Linked DNA regions of Mus musculus: regions 1, 3, 4 and 5 are each linked to region 2. The links are chromatin contacts, called in public HiChIP or PLAC-seq and promoter capture Hi-C maps. All regions are on one chromosome and are shown on one strand. Each heading gives the region's core, a stretch centred on a gene start, on an enhancer-like site or on the middle of the called end of the contact. The rest is flanking DNA. Distances are from core to core; before and after follow the strand shown. Region 1 holds the start of Ero1b (endoplasmic reticulum oxidoreductase 1 beta). Region 2 holds the start of Tbce (tubulin-specific chaperone E). Region 3 holds the start of Heatr1 (HEAT repeat containing 1). Region 4 holds the start of Gli3 (GLI-Kruppel family member GLI3). Region 5 holds the start of Mtr (5-methyltetrahydrofolate-homocysteine methyltransferase).

Region 1 (4,404 bases), core at 338-2,837, 1.5 Mb after region 2:
CCAAGCCTGACTAAAGTATAGTGGAAAGAACAATTGCATCACAGACACTTACAAGGCTTGTTTAAAATTCTGATTCCTTGCTCAGTTCCAGATGGACTCAGCAAGCTCCACGTTTAACAAAAGGTTTCTTTTCCTTTCCCTTTCTTCCTTCTTTTCTCTGACTGGTTCATTGTTTAGTTTTTTGAGAGAGGGTCTTGCTATGTAGTCCTGGCTAACCCAGAATCTCAATATGTAGGCCAGCGTCCAACCTGCGGCAATCCTACTGTTTTTCCTACTGTTTGTGTTTTTTACCCCTGAGAGCTGAGGCTACAGGTGTATGCCACTGTTCCTAGCTGTTTATTTTTATCAAATCATTCAAGAGAACTCACACATGGACACAAACAGAATATTCTTGTATTCTAGGACTTCATGCTGGACACCATAACACCATGAACAAGGCAGAAAAACATGTTTACACGGTTACTCTCACAGTTACCATCATTTTTTTTTCTCTTAGCAATGAGTGTTAATTGCTTCAAACTGCATGCCCCTCATTATCAGGCCATCTGAGACACTTTTGTTTTTCTTCGGTTTTGGCTCTTCGAGCTAGCACTTTGCAGCAGGTGCAGACAAGATATAGCAGCATCTGGCAACCTGTTCAAACCTTCCTCACTAAAAGAGGCAGAGCTAACCTATCTCTTTTCAAGGCAAGAGGCTGTGCTTTGGCTTTCGAGTATGTAGTGAACACTTCAGTAATACCTGCCTAACCAAGGCAACGTCAAAGTCTACCGGACTGTCCAGCCAGCAAGCCTCACTATAGACTTAAGAAGCCCACAGTAGGGGCCTAGGCCCTCCAGTGTCATAACTGGGCTCACCTGGCATGCCACTTTGCATACGTAGGACAGGTGGATAATTATAAAGCGGGTAATGCCTATAGCTATCTCTAGAGCACAAGTTCAAGGAAATGAAGTAATGCCCCCTCTAGCCCAGGAAGAGGATGGAGGGTCTGCCTCCCTGTCATCTGAGGGAAGGATGTCAGAGGTTTGTGTCCCCAACACCTTCACCACTCAAGACTTGTGTCTCCCCGTCACCATCACAAAGATAAAGCCGCTAGCGCTTACTGGCCGTCACCATCTTCCTCTTCCGTAAACCATCACCACGCGTGTCGTGTCCCCGCGCCCGCCGCGCTTTACAGACGTTTCCCGCACTAGCCGGCGCGGTTCTCAATCCCTGGCTGGCCACTCGCACCTGCACCTCGGCCTCTCGGCGACGCCGGCGTGACCCGTCCCCTGCCTTTGGTCCTCGGGCTTACCTGAGTCTTGACCAGACTTGAGAGGAAGCTCAGGGTGACAAGCAGTTGCACCGCGGCCGCCGCCCCCTGCCCAGTAACGGCCCGGCGGAACCCCGGACTCATGGTGACCTCGGCCGCTGCCGTCGCCTCGGCCGATCGGGGCTGGGGAACGACGGCCCGCCGCGACGACGACAGCAGGGGGCAGTGCCTGGGAGCCGGGAGCCTCCAGGACCCGGGGTCTGAGCGCCGGTCTCGGGCAAGGAACACTCTACCGTTCGCAGCAGCAGCGACTGATGTACCAGTGCTGCGCGCCCCCGCTTCATCCCAGGAGGCCCCGCCCCCGGCGTCCTCAGTTATGATCACGCCCTCTGCGCAAAGCCTTCTGGGAGTTGTAGTCCCTGTAGCCCCTTGGGGCCCCCCCACAGTGGGAAGGTCTTGAAAATGGAGAACTACAGGCTCGGAGGTCGCTCTGCCTCCCTGAGGCGGGGCTCCGCGGCGGCCAATGAGGCGGGACCACGAGGCCTCCAAAACACCCAGGAGCAGGCGGGAGAGTGGGTGCTGTTTTAGGGGTTGGCCTGAGGTGGTGGAACCTCTGTTTCGTCGCTCTGAGAAACAAGACTGTCCACCCCCATCCCCGCAGGTCTTCAGGCACTATGCCAATAGCTCTTTGTCACCGCTTGACCTACTGGGGCCAGGATTTTCTCGCCAGGCCGGCCGAATCTTTGACTTGCTATTCCCAAGAGCTTTCTTTGCCTTTTTTCTCACCTCTGCAGCTACCTAAAACCACCTGGCATCTTGTCAGGAAGTCTTCAGCACCTCCTTCATGTCACATGCCCCAGAAGTATCATTGCTTGGTGTCTCCACTACTCCTCTACCAACACCAGAAAATCTATAATACATTTTAAAGGATGAAGGAAAACCCCAGTCTATACAGTGAAAAACGAAGAATCGGGATAAACGCACAGAAAAGCTTAAAGGGACATAGACTATCCCAAATGTAACACATTCTAGATGGTTTTGTGGTCTTAATTACACCTCAAATATTGTTCTGGGATTATGTAAGGTTATGTACATAAGCTTCCTGTAGTCCCTAGCAAATAAGTGATCAATTAATGGTAATCGCTAACTTTACCGATATTCCTGAGTTATAGGAAACTTACATTCAGTAGTATGTATCAATTTGTCATTGTTGATGTAACAAATGACCAGAAGGGTAGTGATTGAAAACAACCCCAATGTATTATCTTACATTCTGGAAGCCAGAAAACTAAAACAAACTGCATCCATTTGGAATATTCTAGAGAATAATGTTTCCTTGCTTTTTCTAGCTTCTATGGCCAATCAAATTCCTAGATTCAGGACCTCACATGACACAGTGGCATAGCCTGCTTTTGTCGTCTGTGCTTTCTGACCCTATCTCTCTTGTGTCCCTACATATAAAGACTTTCGATTGCATGGTGCTCACCCGGATAACCCAGGCAATTTCCTGATCTCAAAATCCTTAATCACATCTTCAAAATCTCCTCTGGCCTCTCTGGTAACATGAGAACATTCGCATCCATGATTCCATCTAGACCCACTGCATGATCTGTAGGGTCAGCCAGAAATGAAAGTCCAGGGGAAATGAGAAGACTTTTAAGGCGGAGACAACAGAACAATAAACCAGTCCAAGACCCTGGAACTTCACAGGCCATCTTCCCATGTCACCAGCTCCCTTTTCTCCACATAGCTAACAGAGAACTGTGTGCGACTTGCTTCTCAAAGCTGCCTTTCTATGCTCTTCATCGCTCTGCGCTTTGGGTATGCATGGGACTTTCCTCAGGTCCCTTTGTGCTGCAATTGGCCCAGATAATGTGTACATCATGGAACATAGCCATTTTTTTTAGTTATAAACTGCCTTATTTTTAAATTTCACATTTTAAATATCTGATATCAAGGGCAGAAACCATGCCTGTCATTCGGAGCACTTCAGGGCCTGTCACAAAGAAAAACTTGAGCTTTTCTATCAACTTTTCAATTGGTAGAAGAAAAACAAGTTTACAAAGATTATAATGGCACACACACCATTTGTTTTAGCTCAGAAACTTTACTCACAATGTTTGGAAACATTTTTTTCTCTCAGTGAGTGAAATCAGACATGGGTGTTTTTCATGAAAAAGAAAGGTTCACATTGCCCTGTGCTGTGATCTGTTTTAGCGTTTGCTGTAATGAGCAGGATGAGGAGTTGATTAATTGATGAATAAGCTACTGTCCTCTGTTTTAGCCTTGCGGTTTATTTCTTATTAGAGCAGGCATTGCCTTTATAATGATACCCATGCTCCTTACCTACACTCCTTAACTTCAAACTTCCCATCCTAGTTAGGGGTTTGCAAGTTGAAACAGGAAGAACCTTTGTAGCAAGCTATAGAAAAATTCAGATCCAGCTAGATTTAAAAACAATAAGAAAACTAGTAATAAGTCAGGAAAACTGGCAACTTTGGGAATGAACAAGGCTTCATCACTTACAGTTCCAGAAAAGTGAGTCCATCGGGGTGTGACTCAAGGACCAAAAGGAGCATGGACCGTTCTGGACTTTTCCAGAACATTCCCATTGGCTTGGCTCATTGTTCTCGGTTACTTTTCACACTCTATCCTCCCATCAAACTTCAAATTACTCCTCAAGTTTAGCTGAGAGAAGGGGAGATGAGGGGAGGTAAAGAAGGGGAGAGAGAAAGAGAGAGAGAGAGAGAGAGAGAGAGAGAGAGAGAGAGAGAGAGAACAGAAATCCTGCAGGATTACAAAGAATGGGAAGAGGTACACAAATTCATGGAAGCCATTCTCTAAGTATGTCTCACGAATTTACTTTATTTTTTGTGGTTGTAGAAATTGAACCTAGGGCCTCACACATGTCAGACAAGCACTCTACTACTGAGCCATGTCCCTGGCCCTCTTCATGGTTTCATTTTAAAAACATTTTTATTTATGCATATATGTGTGTGCATGCAGTGCCTGCAGATGACAGAGAAAGGAATCAGATCCCCCTGGAACTGGAGTTATAGGAGGCTGGGGGCTGCCTGCTATGGGTGGTTAGGAGAGAACTGGGCCCTTCTGCAAGGGCAGCAAGCGTTCTTAACCACTGAGCCATCTCTCCAACT
Region 2 (4,681 bases), core at 1,055-3,554:
TGAGGGGAGAGAACTCCCCAAAGACCCTGGAGAACATAGGAGGTGAAGGTGGCAACAGCCATCTTTTTCTTCATGCAGGACAGGGAGGAGCCCTGCCCTGCTGCAGACTCTAGAGACTCTATGCTGGGGCTGGGGGCTGAGGGGTTCCCAGAGAACATTATAAGAAGGCATCACTGCCGGGCGGTGGTGGCGCATGCCTTTAATCCCAGCACTTGGGAGGCAGAGGCAGGCGATTTCTGAGTTCGAGGCCAGCCTGGTCTACAAAGTGAGTTCCAAGACAGCCAGGGCTACACAGAGAGAAACCCTGACTTGAAAAACCAAAAAAAAAAAAAAAAAAAAAAAAAAAAAGTCCCAGGACTGCTTGGCACTGGCACCACGTGTGTCTTTCAGCCATTCTCTAAAGAGGTCTTCATCATTCTTTATAAGCCTTGTTAAAGCCCCTTTCCTCCTGCTTCCTGCCCAGGAGTTCACCAATACCAGCCAGGCTCCCCACTGGCTTTTCCCCCATGGACTCTGCCACGAAGTCTCGGTGCTTTTGGGAGGTTGTCATCTTGATCAGGCTTAACCAGCAGCTCTGGCTCTGGCAATAGCCCCTTGCACCTGCCCATACCTCAAGCTACTAGAATGTTCTTCTGTGTACTTATTTGTATGGGTACCTCTGTATGTGAGTATGCATGTATGTGCCTGTCATGCCAAGGGTCAATAGTAGGTATCTTTCCTCTTCCTCCTCCTCTTCATCACCACCATCATCATTCTTGACAGTTCTAAGGATAAAACCTAAAGACTCACACATGCAAAGCTAGCAATATTCCTCCTCACAGACTATATGAAGCTCGAGAAGAAGGCCAGCCAAAGTAAGGATGCTTCAGTCCAACTTAGAAGGGGGAACAAAATAATCACGGGAAGTAGAAGGTAGGGAGAACTTGGGAGATATAGAGGAATGTGTTCTTGTGTAAAAGTATAAAAATTCAAATGATCTCTTCTACAGTAAGTCATTCAGGGTAAACTCAGTAAACGTTTCTGGGCCAAGATCACTTAAATTTGGTTCAGAATAGCCTATCTCTTTTCTAGCATGTGTTTTGTATCAACACTTCCTTGAAAAGCATGAAGTTACAATAAATGTGGAGATATTGGCATGGTGGGCCAAGCCTGTGATTTTAGCACTTGGTAGATGGAGGCAGGATATTAAGGAATTAAGACCAATCTTGACTTTGGTAGTTAGGTGACAGAAATCCGCCTGCCTCTCCCTCCCGAGTGCTGGGATTAAAGGTGGGCGTCACCACGCCCAGCTTGACTTTGGCAAGTTTTGAGGCCAGCCTAGGATACGTGAGACTTTGTCTCAAAACAATCAGCAGCAGCACCTTCATGAAATGTTGTCCTTGAAAAACGCTCCCATCTGAAGGTCTGTGTTTCTATTGGAGACTTGCCAAATGACAATAGTAGCTTAGCCCCTCCAGGCAAGAGTGAGTCATGTTCTATGACTACTGAGACGGTTTCAAACAGGAAAGGTTCTGGCAGCTTATTTCATCTTTCATTAACCACTGACAACAGATTCACTACAGGGTTCTCGTTCACTGCTGTGCAATAAAACAGATTTATAATTAATTATGTCTCCCAGCAGAGTTGTGCAATTCCTCTTGGATTGAATTACAGCACTCTTTTATTACTGTTTTCGTGGTGCTGTCTGGTCAAACTGACTTGGATCCAGCAAAGCCGGAGCTCTTCCAAGTAAGTTTTTGCCAGCTTCAGGTATAGCAATATGAGGGGTCACATTGCGATATGCTTATATACATAGCATCTTAAATTTGTTTTCAATGAAATAGTTACTGGCTTTTTAACATCTAAAAATAAACCAAAACACTCGATTCATAGGAACGTCTTGTTTAAAGTGGTGACTTACTTAAAACATTGCGTTTACTCTTGTTCTCCCTCATGCCTTAGCTGGTTAACTTTTTCTTTCCAGTTCTGGAGGGATCAACACTACACCTTTCTATGTAACTATGAACTCCCTACGGTGATTTAGTGCCCATAAGCATGAAACATTTTTGTTTTTTAGATATGAACCCCCCTCCGCTCCTCCCATCTCTCTTGCCTCGACCTTCCCAGTGCTGATTGTAATTGCCATGAGCCATCACGCCCAGCTATGAACTTTTAGTTCGCGTCTTGAATCAACTACAGTACGCAAAATCGACTGGTCCCACAGTCCTTCGGGGTTGCAGTTCCGGTGTCTACCTTACCAGCACTTCGCGACAATAGGGTTCGCGTTTGGAAGGGCTAAAGTGGTTTTCATCACTTCCTCTGCGGAGGTGGGACTTCCGGTCTCCAGATACTTCCGCCTAGAGCCGAAAGCTTCGTCGCTGATTGCGTGAGGGTCTCTGGGTGCTGACAGACCGGCAGAGGGAAGGTGAGCTTCGTAAGGTCGTGGAGCTGAGGTGGCGAGCTGCCCAATGGGGCTGGGTTGCCTGAGTGTGTGCTTTCTGCTCCGAGACTTCTCCGGTCGGCTGGGCCCCATTGTGGGCTGACCCAGCGGAAGGCTAGTGCGCCTGCGCCAAGCGCCTTCTGGATCCTCCCCACCCCTCCCCCGTTAACATCTGGGCGTGGGTCTCAAGTGATGCTGCCATCTCTTCCTTTTGACGTTTCTGGTGGACAGCGGTGGAGGGTGGTGGGAGGGCAGAGAGGAGTATTCAGATTTTTTTCCCTTTTTTTGAGGGGGATATTTTATTTACATTTAAAATGTTATCCCCTTTCCCGGTTTCCCCTCCGGAATCCCTCTATTTCATCCTTCCTTCCCCTGCTTCTTTGAGGGTGCTCCCCACCCACCCGTCCACTCCCACCTCGCCGCCCTGGCAGTCGCCTACACTGGGGCATCGAGCCTTCACAGGGCCAAGGACCTCACCTCCCATTGATGTTCAACAAGGCCATCCTTTGCTACATATGGGGCTGGAACCATGAGTCCCTTCATGTGTACTCTTTGGTTGATGGTTTAGTTCCTGGGAGCTCTGCAGGGTCTGGTTGGTTGATATTGTTCTTCCTGTGCGTTGCAAACCCCTTCAGCTCCATCAGTCTTTTTTTCTCTAACTCCTCCGTTAGGGATCTTGTGCTCAGTTCAATGGTTGGCTGCTAGCAGCTGCCTCTGTATTTGTTAGGCTCTGGAAGCGCCTCTCTAGAAACAGCTATATCAGGCTACAGTCTGCACACTTCTTGCCATCCACCTTAGTGACTGACTTATCTCACTCAGGATATTTTCTAGTTCATTCACTTGCCTAAGAATTTCATGAAGTCATTGTTTTAATAGCTGAGTAGTACCCCATTGTGTAAATGTACCTCATTTTCTGTATCAGTTTCTCTGTTGAAGGACATCTGAGTTCTTTCCAGCTTCTGGCTATTATAAATAAGGCTGCAATGAACAGAGTGGAGCATGTGTCCTTGTTATATGTTGGAGCATCTTTTGTGTATATGCCCAGGAGTAGTATAACTGGGTCCTCAAATAGTACTATGTCCAATTTTCTTACAAACCTCTAGACTGATTTCCAGAGTGGTTGTACCAACTTGCAGTCTCACAAACAATGAAAATGTGTGTTCCTCTTTCTCCACATCTGCTGTCACCTGAGTTTTTGATCTTAGCCATTCTGACTGGTGTGAGGTGGAATCTCAGGGTCATTTTGATTTGATTTCCCTATGACTAAGGATGTTGAACATTTCTTTAGGCGCTTCCTGGGCATTCAGGATTCCTCAATTGAGAATTCTTTCTTTAGCTCTGTACCCCATTTCTAATAGGGTTATTTGGTTCTCTGGAGTCTAACTTCTTGAGTTCCTTGTATATATTAGATATTAGCCTTCTATCAGATATAGGATTGATAAAGATCTTTTCCTGATATGTAGGTTGCCGTTGTGTCCTGATGGCAGTGTCCTTTGCCTTCAGAAGCTTTTCGGTTTTATGAGGTCACTTTTGTTAATTGTTGATCTTAGAGCTTGAGTCATTGGTGTTCTGTTCAGGAAAATTTCCCCTGTGCCCATGTGTTCGAGGCTCTTTCCCACTTTCTCTTCTACTAGATTAAGTTTATCTGGTTTTATATGAAGGTCCTTGATCCACTTGGACTTGAGCTTTGTACAGGGAGGTAAGAATAGATCAATTTGCATTCTTCTACATGTCAACCACTAATTGAACCAGCAGCATTTGTTGAAAATGCTGTCTTTTTCCCACTGAATGGTTTTAGCTCCTTTGTCAAAGATCAAGTGACCATAGGTGTGTGGGTTCATTTCTGGGTCTTTCTTGCGCGTGCTCGACTGGCCAGGAAGAATGATGTTACAACAGGATCCTTCTGCACACGTTTATTGGGAGAGATTGATTGTAGAGGCGAAAAGACCCCGAGCCCAGAACTGGTGCTGCTTTTATAGGCCTAGGAGAGGCGTGTCTCACACCCGGATTGGTTATGCACTAAGCCTCATTTGCATGTTCCTCATCTGATTGGCTCCTCTCTCTCAGTACCTTACAGAACCTCATTATCATACCTCATTTGCATGTCTCACATCTAATTGGTTATACTCTCAGTACCTTACAGAACCTCATTATCATGCCCGGGCCAGGCAGTGTCTTTGCAAAAAACTTTACTGCATATGTACACGTTGGTTGTTTGTCCAATCTTATGCGTGGTGGCCAGCAGTAGTCAGTGCCACTCAG
Region 3 (4,122 bases), core at 240-2,739, 1.6 Mb after region 2:
CTGTGAGTTTGAGGTCAACCAGAGATACACACTGAGACCATGTCTCAAAAAACAAACAAACAAACAAACAAACCCCCTAAACCCTAAACACACTAGACAGGAACTAATGGCACCCTATTCAAGAAGAGCATGTTCACTTGACATTCTAAACATCATGTTAACCTTTGAAATTTGTGAAAGCAATCTAGCTTACCAAGTGTTGGCAACTAATGAAGGTTTAGCTACCTGTGAATCAGCCATTCCAGACACTTCTGCGCTGGCTTGAGGAGGAAATAAGGAGACAAGTGAAGGAGGAACGATGAAATGTTTTCATCCAGCTGCTTGTTCACTGCTTTGGTCTGGACGCTGCGCTCCAAGCCTTTTGCCAGCTGGCTGAACAATGGCGCTTCAAACTGTTCAAAGGCAGGGTCAATCCCAAGAAGCTCCTCCAGGCCAGTGCATCCTAGGAGGAGAGTCACGTGTAACTTCTTTGTAGGCAAACCCAACAGATACTCTCCTGTTCTCCTCACCCCCAAGCTCATGAACTCTGTTACCATGTGTTAGACACTCTCAAACACTGGCTTTAGTTGTTAACATATAGGATAAATCTGACCCCCACTCACTAGGAGAAAAGAAAGTACTTCATGACAAGAACTCCACCCGAGCCCTTCTTTTTAGTCATTAAAACTACATCTAGTTCTGAAAGTCTCCTCTCACACCACAGTCATTGTCTCGGTTTCTTTACTTTTCTTCCTTTTTACATATTAGTTAGTTTGTGAAATTTCAGATACCATTATTTATAAATACATTCACACATCTAGCAGTATTGCTGTTTCCCACCCCCTTACCAAGAAAACAAGGTACTGCTCGGGAAGCGAACGGGGGGGGGGGCAAGAAAATACAGAACCTCCCCCCCCCCCAACTCCCCGATATCATGCTCTGGGAGCTTTGCTAAGTGAAAGGTGGCTCACCGATGGCAAAGGCGGTGTCCCTGTCGATTGTGGCCGCCTCCTTGGGGTCAAATAACAGAGAGGCAACTTCACGTCTCGATAGGAGGCTGGGATCAGTTTGAGGGAGGGCGAGTCGCTGGAGCTGCTGGGCTAAGGACGTCATCTTGCACGGAGGCGGATGTCTCAAAACACCGGCTAAGAACGAACAGCGTGAAAAGTTTTTAGGAAACGTCAGGCGCCTTAACAGATGGCAGGCCAGGGCTCATGCTCTGGCAATACAGCGCTCAGTCCTTTCGAGGACACAGAAACTTGCTTCCCCGACCCTCCAGGACCCACCACAGCAATTGCGTTAACTACGCCTCCGCAGCACCAGCTTTCCCCAGCTCTGCACCACGACCTCACGGCCCACCCGGCCACCCGTTCCAAGTCACGGCCGCGCCTAGCCGCACCGTGCTCCTCCTCACCCTGAACTCGGAATATCAGCAGGATTAGACAGCTAACAACTCCTCAGATCAGCTCCCACATGGTGCCGGCACTGTCCCGGAACTCTAAAGCACGCCTCATAGGAACTTCCGGCTTCTCACTACGGCAAGAGAAAAGGGACACCTTTGTAGAAAACGCAATACAACGGCCCCGCCTCCGTGACTCTAAGTTCCGCCTATTCAGGCCAGCCATTTAATTCCCCGCCTACTTTCCCCTCTAAGGGCCTGAACCTCAAAGCCCCACCCTCCGCTCGCTCATCCAGTTAAGCTCCGCCTTCCATCCGCACCTCTTTCCAAGACACCACATTTATTCCACGCCCCTCCTTTAAGCTCCACCCTCACGAAAATGTGCTAAGCCACGCCTACAGTACCTCCCCCTTCTTTCCAGAAAGCCACCTATAAGTCCCGCCCCTCCGCTCCTTGGTGCTACAGCTCGCTTCTCTAGGTACCCGACGCCTCGCTCAGTGTTGCTATGTGCCTTCAGGCTTAGGTCTGGGATTCTTTTTCCCCAACCGCCTTTGGGAGCTTTACGGGTGTGTAGCAGGAACCGGTCATTCACGAGATACTTATCCAGCCTGCGAGGGGCTGAAGCGCGGGAAGCCGCGTTTCTAATTCTAATGCTACCCGAGGAGGGCACAAACCTAACGTGAGTTGTAGTTCTCAGTGCAATCTGGTTGCTCTGTAAGTAGTAAACACTCGCTGAACGCAGTTACTGACAACCTTATCACCTTTGCCTTGTCTGCAGTCCTAGGGAGTGGTGTTTTTCTTATTCTGTTATTATTATTATTAGAAACATGACATTTTAATTTTTTTAAGTGAAAATAACTTTTTTCAAGATGGGAGGTGGCGGCTCACTTCTTTAATTCCAGCTCGAGGGAGGCAGAGGCAGTCAGATCTGAATTCGAGGCAAGCCTGATTTGTGGAGTGAGTTTCAGAATATCCAGAGCTGCACAGAGAAACCTTGTCTCAAAAACAAACAAAAAACAAAAACAAAAAATACACAAAACTTTTTTGTTTTCATATTCTGGTTACAGTTTCGTTCCACAACTCTTCCCAGATCCTCCAACACTTCCCCTTCCACCCAAATCCACACCGTTTTTTCTCTTTCTTATTTAGGGTACAAACATACGATGATGACGACGAAGGCGATAGGCAAAATAAAAACAAACATCAGAATAAGACAAAACAAAGAGAAGAAAAAAGTGCCAAAGAAAAAGCTCAAGAAACACATATAGAAAGAGACATACCTGCTTATACACACAGAAAGCTTATAAAAATGCAAAACCAGAAACGGAGATATATACGCAAAGGACCTATAAGGAGGGGAAAAGATGCCCTGACAAAGAATTATGAGGCAAAAAAGGTCCAAAAATGCTACAGAGTTAGTTCAAGTTAGCTCATCTTACATTGTCCATATGGTAATTGGGACCTAGCCTTAGGTTTGCACAGTGAGTTAGCTCCACTGTAGAAAACTGATTTGTGAGTGATTGTCAGTGGGAGATACCTCTGGGTTAGGGACAGGGGCTTGTGTCCTTCCTCTCTCAGTGCTGAAAGCCCATCTGCTCCAGACCTGTGGAAGCCCTGTGCGTGCGTGCTGCCACAGTCTCTTCTGCTGTGTTTGGAAGGTCTTGCTTTCCTGGTGTCTTCCATCCCCACTGGCTCTTTCTATCTTTTTGTCCTCCTCTCCTACCGTCCCCTTTGGCCTCCTTTTTGCCTTCCTGAGGGAGTGGGGGGGGGGATTAGATGGAAACATCATATTTACGACTGAGTATTTGAGGTCTCTCATTCTCTAGACATTACCCAGCTGTGGCTCTCTGTATTTGTTCTCTTCTGCTGCAGGAGGAAGTTTCTCTGGTAGCAGCTAAGCAAGAAATACTGATCTGAGTATAGCAGAATGTCTTTAAGAGCTGTGTGTGTGTGTGTGTGTGTGTGTGTGTGTGTGTGTGTGTGTGTGTGTGTGTGTGTATTTAAAAGTCTCATATATATACTATTGTCTAATATATATATTAGTTCCCTAGCCTATCTGGTCTCAGATTCTTGGCCACTAAGCAGTGTAAGGCATGGAATCCATCTCATGGACTGGCCCTTAAATCCAACCAGGTATTCATTGGTTACTCCTCAACTTTGCGCCATCATTGTACCAGCATAGCTTGCAGGCAGCTCACTGTTATCGATCAAAGGTTTGGTAGCTAGATTGGTCTTTACCTTTCTCTCTAGTAAGCATGCAGTGCACCTCCCAGGACCATTAACACTAGTCAGTAGGTGTGAAGGCTGTTTGTAGGCACCAGCTCGACTTCTCCACGTTCGATGAATTGTGTAGATGTTGTCTGCAGCAATATGGCCTTACAGTCAGTTTGTGGAGAGCAATCAACAGCTTTGGCAATAGCCTGGGTTGTCTGGAGATGCCTATGGGGCCCCTTTGGCTAACAACTTGATTCGATGTAACCCATTCCTGGGACTGGAGACTTCATTTGGTAACGAAAGACATCCAATTGGGGCTCCATTTTCCCATGATTTGGTAATTCCACTTGGATCACCTTCATATATGTCTATATTTTAGAAGTTTCCATACAACCCGTCAAATGGCCCTTAGTTTTAGCTGTCTCTCCCTGTATTTCCTCCCTCACCCCTTTCTTCTCTCTCTCTCTCTCTCTCTCTCTCTCTGATCCTCCTGTTGCAATCCCATCCCACCACATTCTTCCATAACTGTC
Region 4 (4,152 bases), core at 330-2,829, 1.4 Mb before region 2:
TGTGAAAAGCTGTAATTGAGGAGGAGAAGGAGAGGAAAAGAAGGGCACGAGGTGTTTTTGGAACTAATAATACCAGCGGGGCTAATGGCACTGCCCCTGTATTTGCACAGCGGCCGGCCCTCCATACCTCGGACTAAAGAGTTCTTTTACTTGAGGACGACAGTCCATCATTTCAAACTGAAGTGGCAGCTGGAAAATGTGGAACAGCTGGCACAGAGCTGGGAGAAAATGTTTTACATAAATATATGTACATATAAACTGGCAGAGGGCCATGAGCACTGTACCCAAGGCCAGAATCTACAACCAAGTTGGGGGAGGAGAAAGGGTAAACGCGGTGCAGGAAACTTCCCTAAGTGGTCTTTACACACACACAGCCAAGAAAGCCTGGGGGGAGGGGGGGTATGGCTTGGTACTCAAAAAGGTGCACTCCGGGACACAGGCACAAAGTTCACAGAAGGATACTAAGTTCATCAAAGGATAATAAGCAAAGGCCGGGCCGAGTGTGAGGGCATGTGGCCATCTGCTGAAAAGTCGCTTCACCAACTATTCAAATGTATGATCAATATTAACTCTGCCACATCCTCGGGGTCCCACTGCAACTCCAGAAAGTTAAGTGTCCCCAGCAGAGTAGAGTGATCCGTACCCAACTCTGCTCTGTGCAAATTCGGCCTCTTGGTTACCGCAAGGGCCACGGCTACTTTTCTTTCTTTCTCTTTTCTTTCTTTCTGCTCTACCTCTGGAAAGGAAGAGACAGAGTTCCAAATCACGCACAGATGGCACAACTTTCACTTTTCCTCTCCCACCGCGGAGGCGCGCCCTCCATCCGCTCACCCCGCACCCCCACCCTCAGAAGTGAAGGCGGGACCCTGGAGAGCGGGGCAGCGGCGGCTCGGCGCATCCCCAGGCGCTGCGCGCAAGCCAAGCTGCGGCTTGCGGGGGCGCGAGGACCAGCCGCAGCTCCGGACTCCCGGAGCTCTGCGCAGCACTTGGCGAGAAGTAGGCACGGACGCCGCCGCTGCAAACTTGGTCCGCGCGCCCTGGGGCAGGAGCTCTGCAGTCCGGAGAGCCGAGACCCGATCCCCGAGAGCGCGGGAAGGCGCGAGCGCACACAAGCCGCTCCGACGCCGCCGGGAAGCTCGACAGGGAGGGCTGCGGGGCCCGCAAAACAAAGAACTTCAGGCGGGACGTACCTGCGGCTTTGGCTGTCAGGTCCCAAATCCACAGACCTGCGCCGGCGGAGCGGCAGGCGGACTCGGGCTACCGTGGATGGCCTGACTGATCCCAGCGTGCGGCCCCGGCGGGCATGGTGTGGCGTGGGCCGGCGACGGGGCGAGCGGGCGAGGAGGGGAGCGGCGGGCGGGCGGACGAGTGTGCGGGCGCCGGCGGTGCGGCCCGGTCCGCTCCCTCCCGCCGCTGCAGCCCGCGCATCAGTTTCAGGGATCCTGTAATCTGATCCCTCTGAGTCACCGGCCCTGAGTGACAGTTCTGATTTGGTTCAACCGCGGGTGGGAGGAGAAAGAGAAAGAAAGGAGCCCCCCGACCGTCAAGTCGACTTTTCAACGACTAAGGGCCCGTCCAGGCCGAGCGCCCCGGTTGCAAAAGTTGAGCTCCGCCGCGCGCGCCCTTCGCGCTCCCCTCCGCGCGCTCCTGCGCTCCTCCTCCTCCCCGCCCTCCTTCCCCAAGTTTTCACAGATGTGGTCAGACTCTGCTCTCCTTCCCGGCTCCTTCTTCCCTCGCGCGCCCCCACCCCCGCCCCGTCCCTCTAATTTCCGCCACTCGGAGGAGCGCTGGGGGGGACGCGCCGAGCCGCGGGACGACGCCGCCGCCGCCGCCGCCGCCGCCGCCGCAGGGGGCGAAGTTGGTTTAAAAACTTGGGAAGACTGCTCGCCTTACTTTGCTTTCCCGCTCCTTTCCAGGCCGCGCCCGGCGGGGTCCCGCTCCGCGCGCGCGGATCCCAGGGCGCTGCGCTGAGGGGCGGCACTGAGGCCGCGCGTCGGGCCGGGCAGGGCTGGCGCGGGCAGCCGGGAGCCACGCGCTCCACCGCCTCCGCCCCTCCCGGGTCCTCACACAGACACATCCAGGCCTGCTCCTCCTCTTCCCCCTCCTTGACCCCGCGCCCGCGCGGCGCGCCAGGCCCCACCCACCCGGCAGGAGGAAGGGGCCCGCGGGTGATGTCACCCGAGCCCTCCAGGCCTGCGCTCCCGCGCAGCCGAGCAGCCGGGGCTCGCGCGCTGCCGGGCGCTTCGCCCATGCCGCCTCTCTTCGCCCCCCCCCCCCCCAACTCCGCTCTCGGGCTGGACTCCCCTTCCTTCTCTAGAGACCTCTCAGATCGCCACTGCCCCACCCCCGCACACCTCCTGGTACTTTTCCCTAGGCCAAGCCTGAAACTTCCTCTCGCGGGATGATGCTTTTGAAAGTTGAAGACTTTCCTCCCCGTTGCGTTAAACTCCGTTTGGGACGTCTCGCCGTACAGCCTACTGTCCCCGTGGGCCACTTTGCAAAGAACACAAAGACCCGAGCTGGGAACCGGGACTTGAGCTGAGAACCCTGACTTGCACGGGGTTCTTTTCCTTAAGATGCAGAGTGCCTGTCCTTGGTTTCTTTTAAAAGACCCATGTTACTTCAACGGGCCAGTGCACTCATCTCTCTCTCCCCATCCAGGTACTCACCCCAACCTGTTACTTGAAAGGGAGGATTTCAAGGGGGTGGAAGAAAGAAGAAAACCCAAGAGACATTCCAGAATACCGGAGTAAGCAGTTGGCCCACCAGGAGTGCCTTGGTGCTCAGGGTGCTCTGTGGCAGCCGTCTTGAAGGCAGAGTGGGTGGATGAATAGCTATAATAATTTGAAGAACATTTTGAAATTCACGTGCTAAACTGGGGAAAATTTTTAACGGAATTGACAGTGTATTCGTTATTTGTTTCTGGTGACTTGTTGCTTATGACAAAGACAAAAGCAGAGAGTGACTTAAGCTTTCAGTGTGGGGCTCCAGACACTTCTTAGCCATTTTTAAGCTTTCTCTCCGCTACAACACTCTGTAAGGCAAAGAGTGAAACATCCTTCACTCATCTCGGAGTGCAGGAATATCAACAGAGGTAGCCCCAACCCTCCCCTCAGTAACTGGCCCCAGGCCCCAGAGTATTCCCTCAGCCTCTGTAGACTCTGAGCCCACAGTAGATGAGCGAGAAAATGCAGTCCTCCTAAGTCCCGGGACGGCTATGGATCTCCAGTGAGATTATACCTGCAAAGTTATAAAAGACGACATCGTGTGTGAGAACTATTTTCCTTTTTGGTATTTCAAGTTAGTCAGAGGGATGGTGTGTTTCATTAATGTCAGATACATTGTTTCTGGCATTTGGGGCTGCTGCTGCCTCCACCGCGAGAATGTAAATACTGCATCCTGATAGTTTTCTCTGCTTATCCAGTGGCAAAAGGGACAGCCCATAAATCACCGGGCATAAAATATAAATTTTGACTTTTACTTCTTACAGTCTCGCAGCACATTCTGAGTCATAAAGATCTTGATTTGGGGTTCTAAAAAACACTGGAACAAAGAAAAACATTGCAAAGCTTCCTTCCCACCACGCTATCAGAACTTAGCTAATAACCAAGAAGGAACTCCGCTTTGCATCCTAAACTTTGATTCCCTCACCTTAGGAGAGGTGGGCAACTCAGATTGGCTGACAAACGCATGCACGTGAACATGGTTTACAGAAATGGTAAAGAAAAAAAAAAAATTGCCTCGCTGTGAGTTAAATAATGTCATGGAGTTTCAATACATGTTAGCTTCATAACTCTTTTGCCCAGGGAAATCTTGGATACAAATCCCAAAATGAAACAAGAGGAATTCTTGAAGGTGGGGTGTCCTTAAAATTGGAACCTTAAATCTTATGCATCACCCACCTCCTGTCCTGCAGAGGCTCCTAAGTTATCTCTTAACTCAGTAGAGGGACTTCTGTTAATTAAGGAGCCATTAGGTAGGATGCATAGGGAAGAGACTGTTCCTTAATCCATCTGAATCCCACTCTTATACAGTCATTCCTGCCTTACCTCATCACTAGTCATTTCAACTACAAATCTCTTGGGAAATTTTAATGTCATAAGTCCTCTATGTTAGTTTTTTTTGTCAACTTGACACTACCTAGAGTCATTT
Region 5 (4,203 bases), core at 295-2,794, 1.8 Mb after region 2:
TTTGGATGAAGACATAGAACTCTCAGCTCCTCCTGCCCCATGCCTGCCTGCATACTGCCATGCTCCCACTTTGATGATAATGGACTGAACCTCTGAACCTGTAAGCCAGGCCCAGTTAAATGTTGTTTTTTATAAGACTTGCCTTGGTCATGGTGTCTGTTCACAGCAGTAAAACCCTAACTAAGACAGGTGGCTACACCATGTGGTGAGGAACCATGGTCACTCCTGTGCCAGGGAAGACATCTCATACCTTCAGCACTTCTCACAATGTAACTGCTTTAGTCATATTCACCTGAAGTTGCAGTTTAGACACATGTTTTTGGGGTGTCTTTCTGGTGTCAAAACTTTTGAGGCACTTTTCAAATTTAATAAGGAACCATGTAAGGGTAGCAGCCCCTCCCTAAAGCATTCTGAGGTAGGGGGTATCCATTCTTCAAATGAATGTGAGTGAAGCAGCCCAAGGTGCTTCCTTAATTCCTCTGGAGTGATGCTGTGCCATGCTGGTCTTTGCTTCTAGTAATAAAACATCAAATTAGGTTTGGAGGGAACTTTGATCTTCCTAAGGGAAAAAAATGTTATGTTTTATTTGTGTATTTCCTCTGACTAAAAAAAATATACCCTTCCTTTAAGACCCAACTACTTTGTTTGTTTGTGTGTGTGTGCGTGTGTGCATTGTATGCATGTCTGTGTGCTAAGATAAATGAGCTCCTGTATTGCAGAGCCCAAAGGAGACCATCTGTATTCTCCTTTCTCACTATCCACCTTATTTCTTTAGCCAGGATTGTTTTCTGAACCTGTAGCTCACTGGCTTTTCATTCAGACTGGCAGCTAGCAAAACCCAGGAATCTTCCCGTCTCTGCCCCAGATACTTATTTGCCTTAGAATACCATAAACCCTTTGGGATGTTTCCTACTTTCTTCTTTCCATGTTTAATTATTTGTGCAAGTTCTTACTGGCCCACTTGTGCTATCCAAGTGTGTATCTCAACTTGAGTGTTTTACTCAGTAAATGTTTAGTATCAGTGTGGCCATTAGCATCTATAGTGCCTCATAATTTCCATAGTGTACTCACGGGTTCTTTTTTTAACCCCTGTTGCAAGCCTATAAATTAATAGTCACTTTCATTCTAGTCTTTCTTTTCTGTGGATGAGGGAGACAAGATATTTAGTGTCTGCAAAACTAAGCTACAATTAATTTTCTGACTTCAGATTCCTGGCCCTTGATACTCCACCACTGATGAGAGCCAATACTATAGTATGAATTTTTCGACTAGAACTTGGAGAGGTCTTTGGGAACCATTTCCAGAACTCAGGGAAGAGACGCTCTGGTCTCCATAGGGACCCAGTACTCAGGACTACATCTCCCATAGGGCCACGGAGCAAAGCCTCCGGCGATTGGGTAACGACCAACAGCCTATACACGGCGGCGAGGAGCTGTTGAGGGCCAATCACATGCCGGGAAGGGGGCGGGCCCTCCTGCCGGAGGCTAGATTGAGCGGAGAGCTAACGGCGCAGTGGCGGCGGCGGCCGTCTCTACGTCGTCAATTCCTTTAGTCTGTCGCTGCGGCCTTGCTCTGTAGCGGGGAGCTCTGCGCTTGGGAGTTCCGTAAGAAGCGCGTGCCCGAGGCACGGTACCCGGAGGCCCGGTGTGTCGGCTCTGGAGCTTCGGGGATCTTGTCAGTTCGTCAGGCCAGAAAACGCTGGCTGGAGCCGCCCGCGGTGGAATTCTTTGGAGATCAAGCCTTCCCTGCTTGAGGAGGACTCTTGGCGGCGCGTCGCCTGCGCTGTTGTCACTCGGTAACTCCTCCATCCAGGTCTAGCGGTTCTGTGGGTGCCTCGGCTCTCCAGGAGTTTCTCCTTCGGAGACCCAGCCTGGAGTTCGGGGGGGACGCGGTCCTTGCTGGGTCTCTTTCTTCACTCACCCGCACACGCTCGGTCCGGTGGCGGAGCGACGAGCGCTGCCTTTAGCGCTGCAACTTCTAGCAACAACTTCCCGCGGGGCTCCTGGGAAGTTCTGCATGATATAACTGTATTCAGTAAATGTTTACGGAAAGCTGTCTGCCCGAGACGAGTTCAGATGCTGGGAGGCCGGTAAGGCAGCCTAGACAGTTGAACCACGTGGGGTTTTAATTTCCTTTTCTACTCTTTACTTTTGGAAACTCTGGCTTTAGCTTGACGGTTGCCTGACTGGACTCTCAGTACCCAGGAGTGGGGATGGAAGGCAGAATAGTAATCGCAAATTACTCGGATATTGGTGGCTCTGGCCTCCACAATGAGAAAAGACACAAAGGGAGTATAATTTCAGTTTTGAGTGTCTTAAAGATTTGGAGAGAGATTCCTATAAGACGTGTGAGTGAGGTAAGACGTAGAGTCGAGAGAATTAGTAATAAGGACATCAGGTTGTGCTTGCCCAGCGGACAGGAAGCTCTGGTTTAGTTAATCCCTAGCTCTGCATAAAGCTAGACTCGAAGGGGTTTACGTCTAAGGCTATTCTCTGGAACACAATGAGTTCTGGACCAGCCTCGGTAACATGAGATCCTGTTTCTTTTTAAGACAGAACAGTGAGTATGGTGTGGCATAGTGTGTAGCCCTAGGAGGAGGGTGAATATCTGACAAATAGGGCTGGTAGAATTGTTCTTGAAACCAGTGGGACATTGCCCGGCAGCACATTGCTGTTGCTATAAAAAAAGATCGCTCTTTTTCATAGAGTTACGGCATGGTTATTTAGTCTTTTAGGGCTTCAGGCTTCTTCCTTTCTTTTTAGAAAAAGAAGAGTAATTGAATATAGTTATTGCTGCAGAAAGCCTCTGAAAATTTAGAATAGATTAAATAGTGATCCCTTGCAGAAAATGAGAGAAAATGGTTGGCTATTTGCACCTGGCCCTGCTCTCTTCTCCACTTTCCTCCATGGGTGAACATCAAGTTCTAGGCTCCTTACCTGTAGCTTAGAAATAGTTCTGCCTCTCTCACCTATGTGTTGGTATTACAACCACGTTGCTTTAACATCCTAAAAAACCCTTAGCCACTGGTGTCCAGCTTTTGTTTTTTGTTTCTTTCTGTGTTATTTACTGTTATACTGTCAAGTCTCAAGGAAGAACTAAGATTACCGAACTTCAAGGTTGAACTGAAAGCTGGATATGTCCCAGGCTGTGGATATGGTTCAGTGGTGGAATGCTTGCCAAGAGTAAATCCCTCCAGCAGATGGTCAGGGAGAGGGTATAACCTCAGACCCTGTGTGTGAGAAAGTTTCTGCTGCAGCTTCTAGTGATCTCATGTTTCTCCCTTGCATGCTTTTATGAACTTAGCTAAGAGTGACTAATGGAAGAATGAATAAAAGGAGCCAGTGAATTGGTAGCAGCTCAGATCTCTTCTGGCCTTTAAAAATTAGTGGGAGAAAAAAATATTTCAAAAATGAGATAATATGTGAACAGATGCCTATAAAATGTAGCAAATCAGTTCAATCTAGAGATTAGAGGCCCCAGATGAAAGATGTGTCCTCCAAGGAGCTTGTGGAGCAGATTGTAAAGTAGCCAAAGCGGGAAACTGCTGAGAATGCATTGAGGTAGTTTGCTTGTAGTGCAAAAAAGAGAAGTATTTTTTATTCTACACCATTTTGTCCTGTGAAAGGGAAGTCCTTTTGTGACCCCTGTTAAGGCCATTCTCTCCAGAGGAGCTGTGTTCCTGACACTGTAGCATGTCACTTACAGGCCCATATTAGGAACTAATTGTCCTATAACTTGTTATTCTTTAAGTTGCTTGGTTTTCACTTGTTTGTTTGCAGTGCTGGGGTGCTAGGGAGTCTGCTGTAAGCCTTCGTACATGCTAGGCGAGTGATTTACCCTGAGCTGTAGCCCAGTCTTAGGTAGTTCTCGGCTACTACCTGACTTTATGTTCCTTTCAGCATCTGGTGGGTGCTGTCACCAGTTCTACATCTATTTATCCTTTGGAATATTTGCTGTGAAGACAAATGGTACCAAGTCAAGAGAAGGAAGAAAAGAAGAAGGAAAAACAAAACCTAAAACAACGAAATACCCGATTCTACAAAGCTGTAGGATCTACTCAAATTGGGGAAAATACAATTGCTTCATGGGCTTATTCACCAGGACGGGTCTCAGAACTCTTTTCTATGTAGCACTTATTTACATGCACACAGATATTAAACATAAAGCTGTTTCTAATCATCTACTGGGAGTTACTATGAAACC

What was found. Promoter capture Hi-C pulls out the DNA fragments that hold promoters and counts their contacts. HiChIP or PLAC-seq counts read pairs in DNA pulled down with a chosen protein or histone mark.
Region 1: a contact with region 2 is called in a promoter capture Hi-C map of pre-B cells, with 2.6 times the contacts expected there. The contact joins the promoter of Ero1b here to the promoter of Tbce in region 2. A contact is called at or near these places in 3 of 39 promoter capture datasets (cranial neural crest, liver and pre-B cells).
Region 3: a promoter capture Hi-C map of pre-B cells shows a contact between it and region 2. The contact joins the promoter of Heatr1 here to the promoter of Tbce in region 2. A contact is called at or near these places in 2 of 39 promoter capture datasets (cranial neural crest and pre-B cells) and 1 of 484 Hi-C or Micro-C datasets (CD8 T cells).
Region 4: a contact with region 2 is called in a promoter capture Hi-C map of embryonic stem cells, with 2.5 times the contacts expected there. The contact joins the promoter of Gli3 here to the promoter of Tbce in region 2. A contact is called at or near these places in 2 of 39 promoter capture datasets (cranial neural crest and embryonic stem cells).
Region 5: a contact with region 2 is called in an H3K27ac HiChIP or PLAC-seq map of microglia, with 6 times the contacts expected there. The contact joins the promoter of Mtr here to the promoter of Tbce in region 2. A contact is called at or near these places in 2 of 39 promoter capture datasets (cranial neural crest and pre-B cells) and 1 of 115 datasets of contacts at active chromatin or transcription factors (microglia).

What each region holds. Positions count from the first base shown.
Region 1 is chr13:12,563,066-12,567,469 of GRCm38.p6, reverse strand. Ero1b (endoplasmic reticulum oxidoreductase 1 beta) reads right to left here and starts at 1,587. Exons shown (of 16, transcript NM_026184.2): 1 at 1,292-1,587. The coding sequence starts at 1,393.
Region 2 is chr13:14,037,261-14,041,941 of GRCm38.p6, reverse strand. It overlaps Tbce (tubulin-specific chaperone E), which reads left to right and starts at 2,304. Exons shown (of 17, transcript NM_178337.3): 1 at 2,304-2,404.
Region 3 is chr13:12,392,742-12,396,863 of GRCm38.p6, reverse strand. Heatr1 (HEAT repeat containing 1) reads right to left here and starts at 1,489. Exons shown (of 45, transcript NM_144835.4): 1 at 1,394-1,489; 2 at 951-1,124; 3 at 226-442. The coding sequence starts at 1,092.
Region 4 is chr13:15,461,150-15,465,301 of GRCm38.p6, reverse strand. Gli3 (GLI-Kruppel family member GLI3) reads right to left here and starts at 1,579. Exons shown (of 15, transcript NM_008130.3): 1 at 1,191-1,579. It overlaps Gm6556 (a long non-coding RNA gene), which reads left to right and starts at 684. Exons shown (of 1, transcript XR_001780862.2): 1 at 684-4,152.
Region 5 is chr13:12,255,454-12,259,656 of GRCm38.p6, reverse strand. It overlaps Mtr (5-methyltetrahydrofolate-homocysteine methyltransferase), which reads left to right and starts at 1,544. Exons shown (of 33, transcript NM_001081128.3): 1 at 1,544-1,795.